Regions from separate parts of the Danio rerio genome. Here region 2 is linked to region 1. Evidence: chromatin contacts called from public Micro-C data. All regions are on one chromosome and are shown on one strand. The core of a region is the stretch at or near the end of the contact, and the rest is flanking DNA. Distances in the headings are between cores, read along the strand shown. Region 1 holds the start of LOC101885373 (potassium/sodium hyperpolarization-activated cyclic nucleotide-gated channel 2-like). Region 2 has its middle 7.5 kb from the start of zmp:0000000521.

Region 1 (6,838 bases), core at 1,585-4,084:
ACAGAAAGGTATACAGTAACAAATGAACTATGGTTTTGAAAATCTAAGCGTAGTTTTACCTTTTTTGTAGTAAAAACTGTGCTGATATGGAGGACAATACACCAAAACACAGTGGTTACTACAATTTTACTAACATGTAATTTATGTAAGAGAACGAAAAGTTAAATGGTAAAAAATTAACTATGATTTTACATATCTATGCATAGTTTGACCATTAGATTAGAACTTAAACTGAGGTTATGGAAGGAAATCCACCAAAATACCATGTCTAACACAACTTTACTATGATTTAATTCATGTAAGGGAACAAAAAGGTGTAGGGTAACTATAATTTTTGCAGATATTAGCATAGTTTGACCATTGTATTTGTAGTAAATTTGTGGATATATGGAGGGCAATCCACCAAAATACCATGTCTAACACAATTTTACTATAATCTTATTTATATAAGGGAACAAACTGTTAAATCTTAACGTTGTTTCTGTAAATGTAAGCATGATTTTACCATTTGTTTGCTTTATTTGTAGTAAAATTGTGATTATTTTATAGACATTACACCAAAAATACTGTGGTTACAACACTTTTACTAGCATTTTTGTTTATGTGAGGGAAAAAACTGTTAAATGGTAACAAATTAATTATGATTTTGCATATCTGAGCATCGTTTTACCATTGCATTTGTAGTAAATCTGTGGTTATATGGAAGGAAATACACCAAAATACCATGGTACTGTAACTACAATTTTACTATAATCTTATTTATATAAGGGAACAAACTGTTAAATCTTAACGTTGTTTCTGTAAATGTAAGCATGGTTTTACCATTTTTTTGCTTTATTTGTTGTAAAATTGTGGTTATTTGATAGGCAATACACCAAAAAATACTGTGGTTACTACACTTTTACTATAATTTAATTTATGTAAGGAAAACAAACTGTTAAATCCTTACATTGTTTTGCAGATTTAAGCATGGTGTTACCATTTGTTTGTTTTATTTGTACTAAAACTGTGGTTATGGAGGACAATCCACCAAAATACCATGGCTAACACAATTTTACTACAATTTAATTTATGCAAGGGAACAAAAAGCTGTAGGGTAACTATAATTTTTGCTTATATTAGCAAAGTTTTACCATTGTGTTTGTAGTAAAACTGTGGTTATATGGAGGGCAATCCACCAAAATACCATGGTTACTGCACTTTGACTATACTTTAGTCAAACTGTTAAATGGTAACAAAGTGATTTTGTAAATGTAAGCATGGTTTTTATATTTGTTTGTTTTATTTGTAGTGTGGTTATATGGAAGATGATACACCAAAACACCATGATGACTACAATTTTACTATAATTTAACTTATGTACTGGAACAAAACATTATACGGTAACAAACAATTTTTTTGCTGCCAAAAATTGCATAGTTTTACCATTGTATTTGTGGTAAAAAATGGTTTTATGGAGGACAATCCACCAAAACACCATGGTTTCTACAATTTTACTATATTTTAATTTATGGTAACCAATTGGTAAATCATAACATTGCTTTTGCAGATTTATGCATGGTTTTACCATCTGACTTATTTGTAGTAAAATTGTGGTTATAGATGTTACACCAAAACACTGTGGTTACTACAATTTTACTATAATTTAATTTATGTACCAATGAACCTAAACGAGCACATGTCACTCCGCTGCTAGTCCGTTTGCACTGGCTGCCAGTTGCTGCTCGCATCAAATTCAAAACTCTGATGTTTGCCTACAAAGTGACTTCTGGCCTAGCACCTTCTTATCTGCACTCACTTCTGCAGATCTATGTGCCCTCCAGAAACTTGCGTTCTGTGAATGAACGTCGCCTCGTGGTTCCATCCCAAAGAGGGAAAAAATCACTTTCGCGAACGCTCACGCTCAATCTGCCCAGTTGGTGGAATGAACTCCCTAACTGCATCAGAACAGCAGAGTCACTCGCTATTTTCAAGAAACGACTAAAAACTCAACTATTTAGTCTCCACTTCACTTCCTAAGCTGCAATTGCCTCTTTGAATATCACACTAATTGTACAAAAAAAAACAAAAAAAAAAAAAAAAAAAAAAAAAAAAAAAAAACTACTAACACTTCCCTTCTTAGACTTTACAGACCTGAAACTTGCCTTTAGTACTTATTCATTGTTGCTCTTGGTTGTGTAAATTGCTTCCTTGTCCTCATTTGTAAGTCGCTTTGGATAAAAGCGTCTGCTAAATGACTAAATGTAAATGTAAATGTAAATGTAAATGTATGTAAGGCAACAAACTGTTAAATGGTAATAAATTAACTATGGTTTTTGCAAACATTAGCATAGTTTGATCCTTTATGTGTAGTTAAAAGATGGTTAAATGGAAGACAATACACTAAAATACCCTTGTTAGGGAACAAAATATTAAATTATAGAATTGTTTTGCGGATTTAAGCATGCTTTTACCATTTGTTTGTTTTGTTTGTAGTAAAACGGTGGTTATATGGAAGACAATATGCCAAAATACCATGGTTTATATATTTTGACATTTAATTTATGTACGAGAGTAAAAAGTTAAATCATTAATGTTTTTGCGGATTTAACCACCGGTTTACCATTTGTTTGTATTATTTGTAGGAAAGTGGTTATATGGAAAACAACACACCAACATTTTATAATTTGACTATAATTTAATTGATGTTAGGGAACAAACAGTTAATGACAGTTTCATTTTTGTTGGCAAAGAAATCACGTATAGGTCTCTCTCTTTCTCTCTCCATCTCTCTCTCACCCTTCATCCCCGCTGATTGGTTTCCCGCAAAGATAATTACAGGCCAAATCTGATCCGCTGAATGACATGGACCGGAATGAGCTCTCGCCCGGTTCGGATGTGGCTGCTATGACGAAGAAAGCGGCCCACAAGAGCACGCCCGGGCTCCGCTGCGCCGGCAACAGCAGCACCGCCAAGAGTTGCCTGGACTCCAGCTCGGATGCGAACCCGAAACCCAATCACGTCGTCATGGAGGAGACTGACGACCTGGAGGAGGAATCCAAGTTTCAGCATCCGCGTCTGAGGAGGGCAGGAGGCGGGATTCAGATTAAGAGCTGCGCATCAGGAGGAGGAGGAGGCGCAAATAGGAGCAGCACATCCACGGATGCGCGCCCGGGTGATGCTGCTGCCGTTAAAGGCGGCGGAGGAGGAAGCAAAGCGCCTACCGTAGTGGCCACCGTGACGGTAGAGGCTTATAATGCGTCCGAAGTCGACGGTAATCCGTCAGCAGCGCTTTCCAGCATGAAATGCAACAAGAACGGGGAGTGCAGGCGGGACTCCGGCACCGGGAGCCTCCGGTCCATTATGTCCAAACCGGACTCGGGCAAGCGGGCTACGTGCAATTCAACGACCAGCATGGATGGCACCATCACGCCGGGGCAGGACGCGTCGAACCCCGGTGCGCTCCCGGAGAAGAAGGACTCCAAAGTGTCCTTTTCCAACGCGCCCAGCAGGAAAGCCTCGTCCTCCATCCACGGTGGACAGCAGCAGCAGCCCCGGAACTCGGTGACCTTCCTCAAATCTGAGGATGGAGCCCCGGAGGACACCGAGACCCGGGGCAGCCAGGCGAGCTTCATGCAGCGGCAGTTCAGCAGCATGTTGCAGCCCGGGGTCAATAAATTCTCGCTGCGCATGTACGGGAGCCAGAAGGCGGTGGAGAAGGAGCAGGAGCGCGTCAAGTCGGCCGGCAACTGGATCATTCACCCCTACAGCGACTTCAGGTAGGAAACTTTCTTTGGACATGTCTGGAAAGCCTTTGATTTTGGTGCAATGATTCCTTTGGATTTGCTAAATTTTTTTATTGCAAACAATTTATATGGGCTGAATAGCAACAAACATGTTAAATTTAGTAATGTTCAACTTGGTTTGTTTGAATAAATTCAGCCCATTTAAATGGTTTACTACCACTTACCTTAAAAATGTGGTAAATCCAAAGATTTTCCAGTGATATGGTGTTATTTGCCCTCCTGTGAGTTTTTGTTTTTCACCAAAAATATTTTCCAGGTGCATTTTAACTGTGAGGTTTTAGTTTTCTACACGTTTTCGTTGGATTTACTATTATTATTTGCATGCAAACAATTTAAATGGGCTGAATTTAAACAAACAAATTAAATCAAACATTACTAAATCTTAGTTGTTTGCTTAAATTCAGCCATTTACTTTACAAAATTTGGTAAACCCTTTTTTTATAACTGATTATTTCTAATAACCATTTTTTTAGTCTTTAGATGACAGCACATAATATTTTACTAACTGATTTGTAAAATGCTAGTATTCAGTGCCATTTAAAGCCTTGACTAAGTTAATTGGGTTAATTATTGCAAGTTAGGTTAATTAGGCAAGTCAATGGACAACAGTGGCTCATTCTGTAGACAATCAGGTCATAATATCTTAAGGGGGCTATTAATATTGACCTTAGCTCTTTCAACATTTAATGTTTTTTTATTCCAGCCAAACGAAAAGAAATTAGACATTCTCCAGAGGAATAATATAATATAAGGCTATTGTAAAAAAAATCCTTGCACTTGTGATATTTTGTAGTGATAATAATATTAATAATAATAATAATAGTTTAACAATCATTTTGTCTACAACTGAATATTCAATATTCTATTTATTTAGCTTTATTTCTACTCAATATATACTGTTTTAGGCAACACAGTGGCTCAGTGGTTAGCACTGTCGACTCACAACAAGAAGGTTGCTGGTTTGAGTCCTGGCTTAGCCAGTTGGCATTTCAGTGTGGAGTTTGCATGTTCTCCCCGTGTTGGCGTGGGTTTCCTCTGTGTGCTTCGGTTTCCCCCACATTCCAAACACATGCTCTATAACTAAATTGTCTGTAGTGTATGTTTGTGAATGAAAGTGTATGTGTCTGGCTGCAGACTCGGTGCAGATGCAATCTGAGCTGCATCCAATGCTTTTTAATGCGCTCACCTAACCCCACCCCTATAACCCTACCCCTCACAGTGACGTCACTAGCTCCACTGAGTGCATAGTGTCTGACATTGCATCTCTGAGCGATGCAATCTTAGCTTGCATCCTAAAGGCTGCATCCAGATACTATTGGTGTGTATGTGTGTGTATGTTTCCCAGTGATGGGTTGCAGCTGGAAGGGCATCCGCTGTCTAAAGCATATGCTGGATAAGTTAGAGGTTCATTCCGCTGTGGCGACCCCTGATGAATAAAGGGACTAAGCAGAAGGAAAATGAATGAATGAATAATAATAATAATAATAATAATAATAATAATAATAATAATATTTTTGCCTTCAACTGAATATTTAAGATCCTTCCCTTTATTTAGCATTACTTAGTACTCAATACAGACTGTTTTAAAGCAGCTTCACTGTATACAAACTTCATCAAATACGAAACATAATCAAATTGGGCAGTAAAGCAAGCTTTAAAATGAAAATGGTGAGATTACTGAAGTCAGTGCAGTGTAGATTGAGCGCAATAATTGTGTCAGTGAGCATTAACAAAATCATCAGGTTTTATGTCGGCTCCAGCACGGCTGTCATTAATTAAAGTGACAGATGCATTCCCAAAAGCATGCGGACTGCGTTTTTATAAATAATACATGTGTTTGACTATAGTTTTACCCAAACCCAACTCATACAAACCTGTTAATTCAATTCAATTCAGCTTTATTTGTATAGCGCTTTTACAATGTAGATTGTGTCAAAGCAGCTTCACATAAATGGTCATAGTAACTGGAACAGTGTGGTTCAGTAACTGGAACAGTGTGGTTCAGGTTTTAGTGTTTAAGTTCAGTTCAGTTCAGTTTAGCTCAGTTCAGTGTGATTTAATCATTACTGAGAGTTCAAACACTGAAGAGCAAATTCATCGATGCGTAGCTCTACCAATCCTGAACCATGCGAGGCAGTGGCGACAGCGGAGAGGGAAAAAAAACTTCACCTGATGGGAGTGAAGAAAAAAAACCTTGAGAGAACCAGACTGAGTTGGGCACGACCATTTTAATTTCTCCGCTGGCCAAAAGTAGTTTTATAGCGATTTTAGGCAAGGCAAGGCAAGTTTATTTATATAATCAAGTAGATTTAACAAATTGAATTCATTTCAATTGGAGTTTATTTGTACAGGATAGCGATTTTAGGCAAGGCAAGGCAAGTTTATTTATATAGCACATTTCATACACAGTGGCAATTTAAAGTGCTTTACATAAATAAGAATAAAAGAAACAAGTAAAAAAATAAAATAAATAAAAACAAATAATAAAACTGATTAAAAAAAACATAAAAACAGGTAAAATGTGATATAAAAGAATGAAGAAGAAGAGAAAAACATAATAGTGCAATCTGTCGGACGCAGCACAGTCGGACGCAGCACACAATACATTATTTACAATAATTATTGTTTCAAAGTAGCTTTCCAAAAGATGCACATTATTACATTACAATCAATGGTGTGCCAGGCAGTGGCGCAGTAGGTAGTGCTGTTGCCTCACACCAAGAAGGTCGCTTGGTCGCTGGTTCGAACCTCGGCTCAGTTGGCGTTTCTGTGTGGAGTTTGCATGTTCTCCCTGCCTTCGGGTGGGTTTCCTCCGGGTGCTCCGGTTTCCCCCACAGTTCAAAGACATGCGGTACAGGTGAATTGGGTTGGGTAAATTGTCCGTAGTGTATGAGTGTGTATGTGAATGTTTCCCAGAGAAGGGTTGCAGCTGGAAGGGCATCCGCTGTGTAAAAATTTGCTGGATAAGTTGGCGGTTCATTGTGCTGTGGCGACCTCGGATTAATAAAGGGACTAACCGACAAGAAAATGAATGAATGAATGAATCAGTGATA
Region 2 (7,246 bases), core at 980-3,479, 300 kb after region 1:
TCGTACTTCCTGTTTGAAACGAATTTTTGAAGCTGCGTCACGGTCATGACATAATAGCGTGTATTCCAGCGTGCAGACTGGACGTCTGTGCCTGAGTGAGTCTTATTACGTCTTACAGTGTGATACATTAATGCATGAGTAAGGCTTGGTTCAAACCAATCAGCGCGCTCTATTGTGCAACTTCATTAATATTCATTAGTGTCACTGTGTTTACACCACAAAGACGCCACGTTGTGTTGGCAAAACAAGCGTGAAGTGTTGCTTTTATAGTTTCCTGCCGTTAAGTTTTGTTTTCATTTTCTCTCTGTGAGAGCTCAGCTGGAGTCACGTGTGGATTAACAGTGTACGCGACGCTCGACAACAATAACTTACGTGTCTAAGGAGGATTATTGTTTACCTGAGAGCTGTTCTCATCTACAAACGCTGAAATCCGGATTCGCTTGAAGTATTCTCTCCATAAAGACGCGGCTCTAGTTGCTGGTGATTGTCCTGTCTCTACAGATTTGGTAAGTAAATAACTATTGCACTGAGTGCAAACATAGCACCGCATTTTGTGACCGGAATAACACACGCGGCTTTCTGACGCTACCTGCCGTGTACATCTAAGTTTCCGGGAAATGCAGATTTTTTTTTTTCTCTCATTCGCTGTGCGGTATCAAACATTGCATGAAAAATACACGCTTAGAGCTGTTCCTCGAATCAAATATCTCGTTTGTCGTTTGTCATGAATGAATTTCCTGAATGAAAGAGCCAAACTGCAGTTAAAGTCCAACATTTAATAATTTGGCAAATAATTCGACTACAGATGTCCATATAGGTTAAACACCATCACTTTCTCCTGTCTGTGTGTGTGTGTATTTTGACTCTGAAACTCGCGCGTGCACAAATAGACACTCCCACACCATCCCACTTTAGTTCCTCCGACACTCCCCCCTAAACAGAGCTGGACACGCCCACTTATCTGACTTTTTCCTAAGTAGAGGTGTGAAAACACCCTGCTGAAACGAGGGGGTTTCATGGCCCTTTAACAGTCAGAAACCTTACCTGAACCATGCCTGAAAAACATGAAAGCACATTTTTTGTAGTATCTTTGCTTAATTGTATTCTTTTGCGTGTAAATTGATTTTGTTTTATATTAATTTACTTCAAATTTTTGTTTTTACTGAAAATATTATATACCAAACCATACTGAAAAATGTTAGCCTAAAACTGTTACACGAACCAAAGCATGAGCAATTCATTGCATGCCTATATATAAATAACACTTTGAATTTTGGCCCACTTATCTTCGCAGAATTGTTGTAATTCAGCCGCGCTGGAAGGTTTTTGAGCATAAACTGCCTTCTAAAAAAAATTTTAGTGGCATTTTTGCTATATTCTATTCATTTGTGCTTTTGCTTGTAAAAATCATATCATATGCCAAACCATACTGAAAAATGATGCCCTAAAACTGTGATACGAACCAAACTGTGAGCAAAATATTGCATCCCTATATGTAAATAACACTTTGAATTTTAGGTGGTCCGGCTGGAAGATGACTAGCTAAAACCAGCTTGACCAGCCTAGCCAGGCTGGGAGCCCAGCTAACCAGCTATGTCCAGCTTAAACCAGGCTGGTCAAGCTGGTTTTAGCTAGATTTAGCTAGGACCAGGGTGAAAATGGCTGGAAACCAGCCTGGAAATGGCCAAAACCCATCTAAAACCAGGCTGGTCAACCAGCTAAAACCACCCAACCACCCTAGTCTGGTTTAAGCTGGATTTTTCAGCAGGGTTGATGTCAATTACATCACATCATCCTGTTTTTTTGTTTTTGTGGCCCTAAAACTGCGATACGAACCAAACCATGAGCAATTTATTGCGTCTCTATATGTAAATACCACTTTGAGAATTGTAAACCCGATTATATTCATTATGACTGCATAAAATGAGCGCATGTAAGCATAAGCAATGCAGAAGTCAGTGTGAAGAAAACACAGACCAAAATAGCAGCAATAAAATGCACATCTCACTCAGAGAGCAGTTTAGTGTAGTTGCTGATGAGAGCGTCGCCTCGGGGAAACTGTTTTATCGCCCGGCTGTTTTTGTTCGACGGCCCTGAGTCACTTTATGGAGGATAGTGATAGATCTTGACTGCCGAGATGACCTCCAAAAAAAGCCATCCAGTCAGTTAGTAACTGGATTTTTATTAGCAGGATGAAGAACACAACACAGAATGAGAATGTAGTTAGCGCCGTCTGGGGTATTTTGAGTTATAAATTGCACAAGGCCTGTAAACAACATGTGTGACTCAGCCGAGAGACATGAGACATCCTTGAAATCCCAGTGATTCATTGCTCAGCATCCAAAACCTGAAGTTAACAGAAATTAAACAGGAAAAATTAGATCTTGAAGTCAAAGCAATGACTTCGGCACTGCTTATTTAGTTCAGTTCATATGATGAGGCACTCATTTTATGCACATTACATTTAATCATATTTAGGATGCTGAAAGTGTTATTTATACACTGTTGAAGACGATTATTAGCTCTCCTGTGAAGTTTGACTTATTTTTAAAATCGTCTCGAGTGATGTTTGACACATTTTTAAATAGATTTAAAGAAACTACTGCAATGACTGTACACATACGTACACACACACAAACACACACACACACACACACACACAAATAAAACTGAGGCTTTTTGTAATGTTTAGAATCCAATTGTCAATATATTTTGCTGAAATATCATGCAAATTAAATGCTAATTAATTAGTTAAAACATACATGTTTATATATAAAACATAAGTTGTATATAGATGTCTAAGATCATCGAGATCAGGGGTCAACAAACTTGTTGCAGGAGGGCTGGGATGCGTCCAAAACCGCATACTTCCATACTATATAGTGCGCTAAAATCAGGGTGCGAACCAGGTAGTACAGTGGTTCTCAAATTTTTTTCATTAAGTACCACCTCAGAAAAAAAATTGTCACTCCAAGTACCACAAAAATGAGCAGTATTTAAATACAGTAGTGTAGTAGGCCCAGTAAAGCAGCTACAACTCTGCACAGTTAAACAAACGTGGCAGATTACCTCAGAAATATAGGCTATATGTCATATATGGCACATTATATACATAATTTTTGATACATTTTGAAATATATGTAGCATGTACATGACATATTTCATTCCTCCGCGTACCACTAGAAGGAAGCCCGCGTACCACTAGTGGTACACGTACCACAGTTTGAGCACCACTGAGGTAGTATGTCCGAATTCATAGAATTCGAAAATCAGTATGCGAGAAGTACCCGGATGACTTAGTACTTCGGGCGAGATTCTGGAGTGCGCATCCCATGCATGCTGCGCTATGCCATAATGACCCGCGAGAGAATTCATGAATGGAAGTGAAGCGATGCAACTGACCCAGGTAGGTCACGTGACCATGACAAAATGGCGGATGTAGTACGTCCAAATTCCATTCATACTTTTCACATTCATACTGTATAGAACGTACTTTTCTAACGGCCGAGTAGTACGTTTAAATTCAAATGCAGTACCTACTGAGTAGTAGGCGGTTTCGGACGCAGCCCTGGGGCCTCATGTACGAAGACTTGCGTGGAAATCTAACTAAAACATTGCGTACGCCGAATTCAGATGTATGAAACACTGCGTACGCCGAATCCCACGCATATTCTTTTGTACATCTGAATGAACGTGAAACTGAGCGCAACATGCACGAGCACAAAACCCCTCCCTGCCTCCTCCCCCGTATGAATATGCTAATGACTATGCTAATGGCAAAACCCAACGAAAAAGCAACGGCAAAAGCAAGCAAGAAGAGAAACTTTGAACAGAATGTGAATTGGAGGTGCTGCTTTCGGAGGTAGACCGGAGAAAAGCGGTGTTATTTGCAAGTTTGTTCTCCGGAATTAACAACAAAAGAAAAAATAGAGTGGGAGAGTTTAGCTGATGCGGTTAACACAGTTGGGTCTGAACATCGCACTGAGTGCATTAAAAAAATAAATAGTCTGGTTTATATCTGTAAAATGTTGCAGGACGCTTAACAGTCTCAGTGGTGCGCTCGTAAGACGCATGTGATCATGAATTAACACGTTCGAGTATGAACTTGGCTCGAATCCAGCGTCTGATGAATTCTTTCTTCTTTTTTCCCCCGCTACATATCAGATTTTGCCAACTATTTATCACGAGAAAGACAAGTAGGAATCATCAATAAGTTCATATCAATAAGCATCATATTTTATTTGCACATTTATTGAATGGAAATGTTTCTGATTCACGCATGCAAATTCATCTTCAGATAGTGTCTTTATAGCAATGTGCGTGCAGTAGATCGCTCAGATTACATTGGGAAAACAGGAGACCACTGCAAATTGTGCTTTAATGTTTAGCTGGTCAAATGTATGGTATGGAAACCTTATATACCTACTAGATGAACCCGTCTCATACAGCTGCCATTGCAAGGCTCAGACACTTTGTAGAGAGGAATTTAACACAACTGCCTCTAGGAGTCGCCAATGGAAATAAAACAGACACGCACAAAAAATGTGCGTACGCCTGCCAGAAAGCTGCCGTGAAGCTGCGCACATTCCCACGTTCAGTTCATTGTTAGTAAATCCAAACGTGAGCCATTCTGAGCGTGAAACCTGGCGTACGCAAAGTTTTTTTGCGTACGCAGCGTTGATACATGAGGCCCCTGGTGTTCTTCAGATTTCAGCTCCAACTCTAATTAAACACACCTGAACAAGCTAATCAAGGTCTTGGGTATGCTTAAAAACACCCAGGCAGGTGTGTTGATGCAAGTTGAAACTAAACCCTGCAGGTACACTGGCCCTCCAGGACCGAGATTGGTGACCCCTCATCTAGATGAACTGTGATGCATCGTCAGTGATGTATCCTGGAGTCACTGGGTGTTTCGGGTCTTTCAACACGAGACACCCTCGCCCAGGTGACCCAGCTGAAGTTGATCAGACCCCAGTTTGCGTCCCAGTAGCCATCACCCACAGATCAGCCCTCTTTATCCATAGCCATCTTGTGGCTTTCTCTGCAGCTTCACGAACAGACTTAATGGCTCTCTTTTTAGCTGGTACTGCTAGGCCTATTAGTTGAAGACTTTACAGAGTGAATGCCCTGCAAACCCTCTACAGCCCACCTCTATTGGCTCCACTTCCAGCCCCCTTCTCTACTAGCTCCAGGTATTGAGCGTTTCCTTTCATTTGCCCCTTCCATCCACTCTTCCCAGGGCACTGTAAATTCAAGCAAAAAAGTCTTGTTGCCTCAGAAATGATAATTATGTCTGGCCAGAGTGCTGCTATAACTATTCTATATTCAATATAGAATCCACCCTAGTAGCAAAGAATTCTGGCCCAGACTTGGCATAAAGCTGGCACAGCAGGCATTCATCCGGCACTGGCATACAGCATGTGGGCCAAACATGGCCCGGGTTTGGCAGAGGCGGCACGGTCTTTAAGGCGGCACACAAGATTTGGGCCAGATGAAAAACGTAGTATTTGGCCCAGATTTAAAAAGTTGATAAGTGGGCCATGTGAGTTTGGCCAGTTTTGACCCACATTTAAAATACACTAAAATCATTTTTGAGTAAAGAAAAAAAATTCTACCAATCAGGTCACTTTGAGAAAAAGCGTGCCCATAGTGTGCCTAAAGCGCATCACTCCATGGGTTTATCAATTTCATTGCAATCATGACACACCAACCTATCTGGCCCAGTTCAGGCCCAGTTATGAGTTATTAACTTGGCTGAGACTTGGCCCAGATATGGTCTGTGTTTGGCCCTTGTCTGGAAGCCAGATTTGGTCCAGTCATGTACCGTAATTCACTGCGGCATGTGGGCCAAGCAAAACCTGATTGTGTGGGCCAGAGCTGGGCCAGAGAAATTTTGCTAAGTGGGCAATTACCAATACAGTTATCATAAATTAAAGGTTATTTTTTTATATATAGACCTGATTTATCCCTCTTATATATACAGTTATCACACATTCAGATGTATAAAATTATGAAATTAGTCAGAATTTGATTGATAGGATATTTAGTCAAACACTGTTGTTGGCTCACTGTGAAACCCAATAAGGGTAACTCAAACAGTTTGAGGAAACCGATTGCTATGAACCATATAAGTTCAAAAACTAATCCTGATGAGTACTGTGAACTTACCCCATTTAAGTTGAAGTCATAGATATATACACTAGATATCGCATGGGGACCCCGAGCATGCGTCAATAGCGCCGCCACATTGGTACAGTGCTCCCAGGACAAATGTCATTCAACCGCACTAGTCAAGACAGTGTTATTACGTGAAGATGCGGGACTTTAGCGCTGTCTACGGCTGTAGTAACGAGCAAACAAAGAAAACAAAGCACAAAGGCAGAACATTTCATAGGTAATATTAAGTTTTTTCTGTTTTTGTATGTTCTGAACTTTTGTCCTAATCAGGTAACAGTCACTTACTGCATTCAACATAAGGCAAAGCAGCTCCAACTCGCACTAAACACTCGGCTTATGCTAGTTTTGTTGAATAAAATCAGCAAACAATGCAAAACAAATATGATAACGAGATGCTGCGCTGCCAGAAACCTGTAGTATTGTCGGCTAACGTTAGTGAAAGAGTCGTTCGGGGGATTCATTCACAAAAGAATCGCTCCCTCCGTCAGTATAAGAAGTGAAAGCAAGAAAGGATGTGTGTTTCAGGACACGGGTTCGATTAAATTTAACAGGGAGGGTGGATAGTACATTTCTGTACACACAAACACAAGCTTTTTGTCAGGAATGCCCGTGCGGTCACTGATCCATCAATGTAGAAAAGTGATGTAAAATTATAATTTATTATTAATACTATATTATTTATAAATTACATACTAACATCCAGGAAAACTCCCGATCATAGATATATGTGTATATGTGTATATTTCTGGCCACAGTCCTCCACTGTACCTTGGTCCCGCATTCATTTCAAAGGAGCGCTACCCTGTAGCAAGATGGTGGCGCTATTGACGCATTCCGTCTAATAGACAACAATAGGCCAGACGACATCTAGTGTATATATATATGAGTTGAAGTAATGAGGTAAACTCTGCTGTTATTTTTGGATTTCCGCCTGGATTTTGCCTACCCAAATTTAAAAGCTTCCCAAATCCTCATGCAGAGGTGTAAATGCAAAAATGCGGTATCATTTTAAAGAAAACCCTTTGAATTTCCCTAAAACTTTATTGAAAGTGTTTAAAATAACTGTATA

What was found. Hi-C and Micro-C count contacts between places; a contact is called where the count stands out from the background.
Region 2: a contact with region 1 is called in a Micro-C map of caudal fin, with 6 times the contacts expected there. The contact joins the enhancer-like site here to the promoter of LOC101885373 in region 1. A contact is called at or near these places in 1 of 18 Hi-C or Micro-C datasets (caudal fin) and 1 of 4 datasets of contacts at active chromatin or transcription factors (caudal fin).

Annotation. Positions count from the first base shown.
Region 1 is chr2:58,174,669-58,181,506 of GRCz12tu, forward strand. It overlaps LOC101885373 (potassium/sodium hyperpolarization-activated cyclic nucleotide-gated channel 2-like), which reads left to right and starts at 2,835. Exons shown (of 9, transcript XM_073931626.1): 1 at 2,835-3,758. The coding sequence starts at 2,845.
Region 2 is chr2:58,472,187-58,479,432 of GRCz12tu, forward strand. No RefSeq gene overlaps it. Among named protein-coding and RNA genes, the nearest start is that of zmp:0000000521, 7.5 kb to the right of the region's middle. Within about 2 kb of position 2,230, at least 1 of the 62 cell types and tissues checked has an H3K27ac peak or open chromatin away from gene starts, as enhancers often do. A contact at or near this core is called in caudal fin, where this site is marked.